Regions from separate parts of the Rattus norvegicus genome. Here region 1 is linked to region 2. Evidence: chromatin contacts called from public Hi-C data. All regions are on one chromosome and are shown on one strand. The core of a region is the stretch at or near the end of the contact, and the rest is flanking DNA. Distances in the headings are between cores, read along the strand shown. Region 1 holds the start of Zfat (zinc finger and AT hook domain containing). Region 2 overlaps St3gal1 (ST3 beta-galactoside alpha-2,3-sialyltransferase 1).

The links. Hi-C and Micro-C count contacts between places; a contact is called where the count stands out from the background.
Region 1: a contact with region 2 is called in a Hi-C map of liver, with 4 times the contacts expected there. The contact joins the promoter of Zfat here to the enhancer-like site in region 2. A contact is called at or near these places in 1 of 12 Hi-C or Micro-C datasets (liver) and 1 of 1 datasets of contacts at active chromatin or transcription factors (oligodendrocytes).

The regions. Positions count from the first base shown.
Region 1 is chr7:101,941,495-101,944,652 of GRCr8, reverse strand. Zfat (zinc finger and AT hook domain containing) reads left to right here and starts at 1,416. Exons shown (of 16, transcript NM_001414958.1): 1 at 1,416-1,612. The coding sequence starts at 1,594.
Region 2 is chr7:100,775,894-100,779,059 of GRCr8, reverse strand. All of the region lies in intron 2 of St3gal1 (ST3 beta-galactoside alpha-2,3-sialyltransferase 1), which reads left to right. Among named protein-coding and RNA genes, the nearest start is that of St3gal1, 25 kb to the left of the region's middle. Within about 2 kb of position 1,674, at least 14 of the 93 cell types and tissues checked have an H3K27ac peak or open chromatin away from gene starts, as enhancers often do. A contact at or near this core is called in liver, where this site is marked.

The DNA.
Region 1 (3,158 bases), core at 167-2,666, 1.2 Mb before region 2:
CATTTTCAAAACAAAGAAGTTCATGTTCCCCATACCTCCCAGCTATCCACGTGGCAGAAGTTAGTGGAGGTGAACAACTCTATGGTTCTCCTCATGTTGTGTCTGTTGGGCAAAGTGGGTATCTGGTGGGTCATAGAAAGATGGGGCCACACACTTCATCAGCTGGCTGTGTGATCTCAAAAGAGCCATGCAACCCTCCTGAACACCTTTCCTTTGCTCACCTGTCCAATTCAATTAAATAAAGGCTATATTTTTAAGACATCCTTAACAGAAGAACGAAGAATTAGACCAGTCACCTTAAGGCTCACTGCCCAAAGGCACTTCAACATTAATAAAAAAAAAAAAAAACAAACAAAACAAAAAACCTGAACAAAATGAATGAGCTCATTCAGTATCATCACTATGCGATCTGTGTCGGTTAGGTAAAGACTAAAAGACCCAGGGGCCTTTGCTACAGGACTCTGTGCTCTGCAAACAGCTTAAGTGCACCTTAAAGTACAGAGGGAGTAACCACATGACCTTGACCTGTGAGGGTGCAGGGAGGAACCTAGGGCTGTGTGAAGAGCATTTCAAGTTACTACAGAAGGATTATTCCCACCATTTCACCAGCACTGTTAAAACAAACGAGTGTTCCCCAGACGCAGGTCATTTCTGTTCTGCTTCTTTTAAAATTATTTTTGTCTTGTTTCTGTACGTGTGGAGTTTTTTTTTCCCCCCCAATGGCTGATTTAAAAATCGATCTAAAAGATAGCCTTACCGGTACAAGTACGATTGTTATTATATACATATTTATTTGCCAACTCAAAACTCATTTCCAGTTTCGAATGTTCGAATGCTAAAGAGCTGACCAAAACAGGCAGGAATAATCGACTTCGACGTCGGTAGAAATATATTCTACTAAAGTTACGTGGGACAGGCACTTTCTACAGCGTGCGGAGAGGGCTCTAAGCTCCTAACATAAAAAATGGAAAGGTGGTTACTGAGCTTCCAAGAAATGATGTGTGAGGCACTCTCACCTCCAACCCGGCTCTTCCCATAGACAGGGAGAGGAGCTGCGAACTCACGTGAGACTGCGCACCCGGCTTACCTGTGCCAACTACACCTAGGCACCCCGATGTGCAACCCTGGAAAGAAACAACCCTGGAAAAGCTAGTGTGAAAAACGGTGCACTATCCTGCCCGCTTGCAGCTGTACCCCTACGTTGGGGGATCCAGGACAGTCCGGATCCTGACACGGACGTCCCAGGATCACAACGTCCTGACCCAGGAGTGGCTCAAAACAGCGCGGAGAACGCCGGGACGACAGGCCAGCATCCCTGACAGCCCCGAGCATGCGCACTGTGCCTTGCGTGCCGAGGGCGGTTCCCCACGGCGGACGTCGCTACGTAGGCGTAGGATCCCCGTGGGGAGGAGGGCGAAGACTCCATCCGCCATGTTGGATGCCGCAGATTCGCCATAACCTCTCCGGCTCTTTCCCTAAAAAAATAAAAATAAAGAGCGAAGTTTCCTCAGGGTGTCCGACCTTCTCGCTCGGCACGGGAGGGAGCCAGGAAGAGCCCGAGGCTTTTTTTTCCTCCGTCGTGGGGGCGTTGCCATGGAGACGCGGGCGGCAGGTGAGCCGGAATGGGGGTTGGGGTGCGACAGGGTGGGGGTGGGGCGCGGCGCCGCGCGGGAAACCGCTCGTGGTGTGCTGTGGGGAGGCCGCGCGCAGGCTCGGGGTGGCGGAGGGATCCGCGGACGGGCGGAGCGCCGACGTCGCAGCGTTCTGCGGACCACGTTCAGTAGCTGGCTTTATCCTGCCGCAGGAAAGAAAAAGAGGGAACCAGTGGAGAGCAAGCTTGGGGAGTACCCTGCGCGCCTTGCAAGCTATTTCCAGGGCTGTGGGCGGTGCCAGGGCGCCCGCCAGCGGCAAGCCGCGTAGTTCTGGTTGGATAGGTGTTCGAGTCCCGTTGCCTGCTGCTGTTTGTGTGAGCTTTGTCTGAATTAGCTTTTTGCTTAGTCACATTTCCCCCTCTGTAAAGTAGATGACATCTCCATTCCAGTTATCAGCCACGTGTTCATGGCAGGGCGTGTTTAAAGTTCAGCCTTCTCGGGTGACTCTGCCCCATGCACGTATAATTTACTTCTGTCTTTGGCCCAGTTCTGTAGAGCATTGTCCTCATGGGCTTGAGTGAAATGGCTCTGGGGCCACTTCTTCCAGGCAGCCCTTAGACTCTCTAGCCAGAAGCAGTTTTAGTTGGACTCATTGGAGGGGTGGACTTCCTATTTAACCCCTGGTTTCACTTAACCTTAAGCTTGTCACCCCTGGCCTGCGATCGATACCAATTTAGACTCTTGGACTTTGACTTCCAAGGGTCGCAGGCTGCTAATGTCTTCTGGTTGCTCTTAATTGTTCATTTACGGAGGAACCGAAAAGTTGAGAGGCAAGATTCCTAACAGAGGAGCCTTAAAGAAATCAGACTTCTTTCAGCTTGGAAAACAGTGTGAACTGCATGTTTGCTTGGCCATTGCTGCTGTCCGCTGGAATTTAGACAGGCTGTTAGTAGGGGCAACCTATATATTGAATGACAGAGTGGAGGAGCTGCTGATCATTCGTACAGGTCGATGTGGTTTCCTGCTGGAGCCTGTGTCCACAGGGAACAGAAAAACCGTGTTCCTGGGGCATACCCTCCGCTATTGCCCCTCTCCAGCTTGGGCTTTAGAACCTATCACTTTATCTGTGAAAACCTCTGGAATTAATGTTGGTGATACAGAGCGGGTATAGGTCAAGGGGACACAAAACAAGCCCGGAACATACGCTATTTTTCTGACAAGTGTCAGAAGGCTCATAGTTTGAACAAAGTGTACTTCTGTCAACTCATGGGCAGCTCATTTCTGGGAAATTTCTGGTTTTGGTGTTGGTTAACTTAGGAGAGGTAGAACAGTAGATAAAGAGATGGGAGGGCAGTAAACAAGCTGGGTGGTCATTGCCCCAGTTCTTGCTCTGTTCTGTGTTGGTCTCTCTTTCCTGGTATCTCTTGTTCGGGTGCAAAGGTTTCTGCTTCTTTCTCCTCATACCTTGGAGTGTACACAACAGCCTTTCAACTATGGCTGTTTTGAAGGAGAATTTAGTACTTCTCAGAGCAGGCCTGGTCAGAATTGGGTGTGTTACACTGTTTC
Region 2 (3,166 bases), core at 425-2,924:
TCCAGATGGAAGGAAAGTTTATTCTGAGGCAAATATAAATGAACATGGATAATGAACACAGACTCAGGTTACCCCCAAGTGATGTTTCCCCCATTTACTGGTAACATGGATGCTATAGTCACAGAATGAAAGAAAGTCATAAAAACAATTCATTTACCCAAAATTTCAGTGGGAACATCAGGTGGGCAAGTTACAGCAAAGAGGGTAGGTAGGCTACCTGTGCTATAGATTTCAGGGGTGATCTGATGACATGCTTAGTTTTAAAGTTGTTGAAAGCTAGTGGTGTTTTAATACGTACTATGGGTCTCACTTGAAGCTGAAAGACTGTTAGGTCAGAGCAGAGACAGTTGATGACTGGATAGTAAGAAGACTTAAAAATAATCTGTAGCATTTTTTTATGAGTCAGGGTCTTATATAGCCAAACTTGCTAAGTAACTAAGGATAACCTTGACCTTCTGTTCTTCCTGCCTCTACTTCCCCAGTGCTGAAGTTCTAGGTCTGCAACACCAGGCTTCACTTCTGCAGTGCTAGGGATTGAAGCCAGGATATGCTAAGTAAGCACCCTACCACCTAAGCTACACCTGCAACCTGGGGCCATATTTTCTCTCTGTCTACAACAGTTCAGCTACCCAAAATTACTGAGCACTAATCAGTCTGCTAAATAGTTAACAAAGGTGTGGCTTTTTTTCTGTGAATTTGAGTTCACAGCAAAAGGGTGACTGTGGGTAGAGTTATGGCTGTGACGTCATAGCTCTTATGACCACTCCAGAGGGAAGCCTGCCGTACCTCAGGGACTTCAGGTTTGTGTATGTTCTTCCTTGCTGGAAAACCTCATTCCTTGCCTCATCATGACTCAGTTGTCATCATCTTTTCTTCAAAGTTCAGTGCATGCCCATGTCCTGTCTTGTGGACATCACCCCTTCTCTTTCCATTTTTACCCCTGTCTTCAACCAGGCCTTTGGCATCTCCTACCCCCACCTTCCTTTGCATGTCATTGTCACCCTGGCCAGTCCTGAGTATCCCTGTGCTATTTAGGATTCTGGAGGAACAGAACTGGTGTTTCCTCTTCCCCCTTGTGAGCTCCTGCATGTACCAACTATAGCTTTTCTTTTCTAGAACTGAGGCAGGTGATGGACCAGGTAAATCTAGGCATTCCCAATGTATTAGAAAACGCAATTCAAAGCCAGGCTATGTCCCACTGCTCTCAGAGCCACAGGCTGACCCATCTGCTCAATCCATAAGCACAAAATTCAGAGTGCAGCTAGCTAAGTGGGTGAGAGTCAGGCAGGACTCCTACGTATCTGTCTTCCCTCTTCAGCCTCTTCAGGTCCCTGCCAACCTGTGACACCACCTCAGATCTACTCTTAGGGCAACAGAAACTGATCTCTATCTGTGGCCTTGAGGTCTTTTGACTTTGGGAACTTTCGTTCTTTCTGGATACTGGCCCACTTACATGTCTGCATGCCTCCCACTTTATTAAGCAAGCACACCCAAGTAGTTTTCAGCCCTTTCTGAAATCAATGGCTGGGTGAGGAGGAGGAAGAGGAAGGGAGAGTAACAGAGCCAGCCTGCGTGAAATCCATTTGGCAAGCCTTTGTGTTACATTCTACAGCGCGTCCAAGAGGCTGTTCGGGGAAGACACGTCACTATGTTGCTCAATGGTTTTTGTATAAACACTTTTTCTAAGCACTAAAACTACCCTCTGTGTTGAGAGTAATGGCCACTGGCGGGGGAGGGGGGGACAGGAAAGGGACCTTTAAGGCTGGAGACAGAGACTTGCTTTTGTCTTTGTCCATTAGAATAAAATCGCCCTCCTCCACTTAGTAGCCTCTGCAGATGGGCAGTGTATTCAATAGGGCCTTTAGGGGTCAGGGACTTTCTCTACCCCCAACTCCTTCAATCCTGTGCTTGAGTCAAGGAGAGTCAGTCTAAAAGTGTTCCAGGAATCATTACACTGCCTGGTGGTTGTGTAATATTCTAGCAAACAGTAGAACTTGGAAGTTTCCATCCCTCTATTGCTGCGTATCGGTCTGTCATGCACATCAATACATCTGATCGCCCTGGTTACTGACTGTACTCTGTGTTCCTGGGATGAGTTCCCAGGTCAAGTGGAGCGGCTTTGAGAATTTCTCCCACCTGTTTGCAATTGTGACCTTGCTGGGGAAGGAAGCCAGGAAGATTGGGAACAGGAGCTGGAAGATGATCCTAAGGGGCTGGGAGAAGGACAGGGCAAAAACCAAGGTGATCCCACAGCATGGTGGGATCATGTAACAGGCAAGTGGATCTTTTTTCTGCGGGGCTCAGTATCCAGGTCATGGAAGAACAGGAGCAAGGAGATGTCAAGCAAAGAAAAGGCAGGCCATGGGGTCAAGGGAGCTTGTTTCTGATATGATGAGGACCCATTCTCCAATCTTGCACTCATCAGAGGCTAGCATGTGGGCGGGGCAGGGTGTTTGCTAGCAGTTAATGAGATACACGGGAGCGTGACCCACTTGGGGTCATGTTGAGTTGTTAATAATCTACAGGGCAAAAATTAAACAAGCAATGGTTCTTGGTGCTTGCTCCAAGTGTCTTCTGGGCCTGCAGGCCATTCATACCTGGTGGTGGTACTTGCAAGAAATCGAGAATGCCTTTGGGCGGTGAGAGGTGGAAAGCCCATGTTCTGATTAAATTCAGGGGCTTCAGAGATTCCGGCATCCAGAGGAATCCAGATAGCCTTGGATCTTCTAAATGTCTGAAATCCACTAGAATTTAATAGCATAAGCCACATGTCACCAGCTATCCATGACTTGGATGTGGGAGTATGGGAGTGAGCCAGGGAAGGGAGGCACAGCAGGAGTCCTACACACACACACACACACACACACACACACACACACACGCACGCACACACACACACGGGCCCGGGGGGCGTTGAAAACTCTTGTTCTAGCAGCAAGAAAGTTCTTGCACTTTCTAGGCACAGCATGCTGCCCCAGGGATGGGCTTGCAATGGCAGGAAAGGAACTAGTGAAGAGGTCTCCTGAGAAATAGTGTGCCTAGAGTATGGCATGGTTGTACGAGGCAGCGATTCACAGTGCTCATCATAGGAAGCCCCTCCTCCTCGCTGCAGGATGGTCCCAACTCGATCACTCACATAATTCAGACCTGTACTGGATGAAAATAC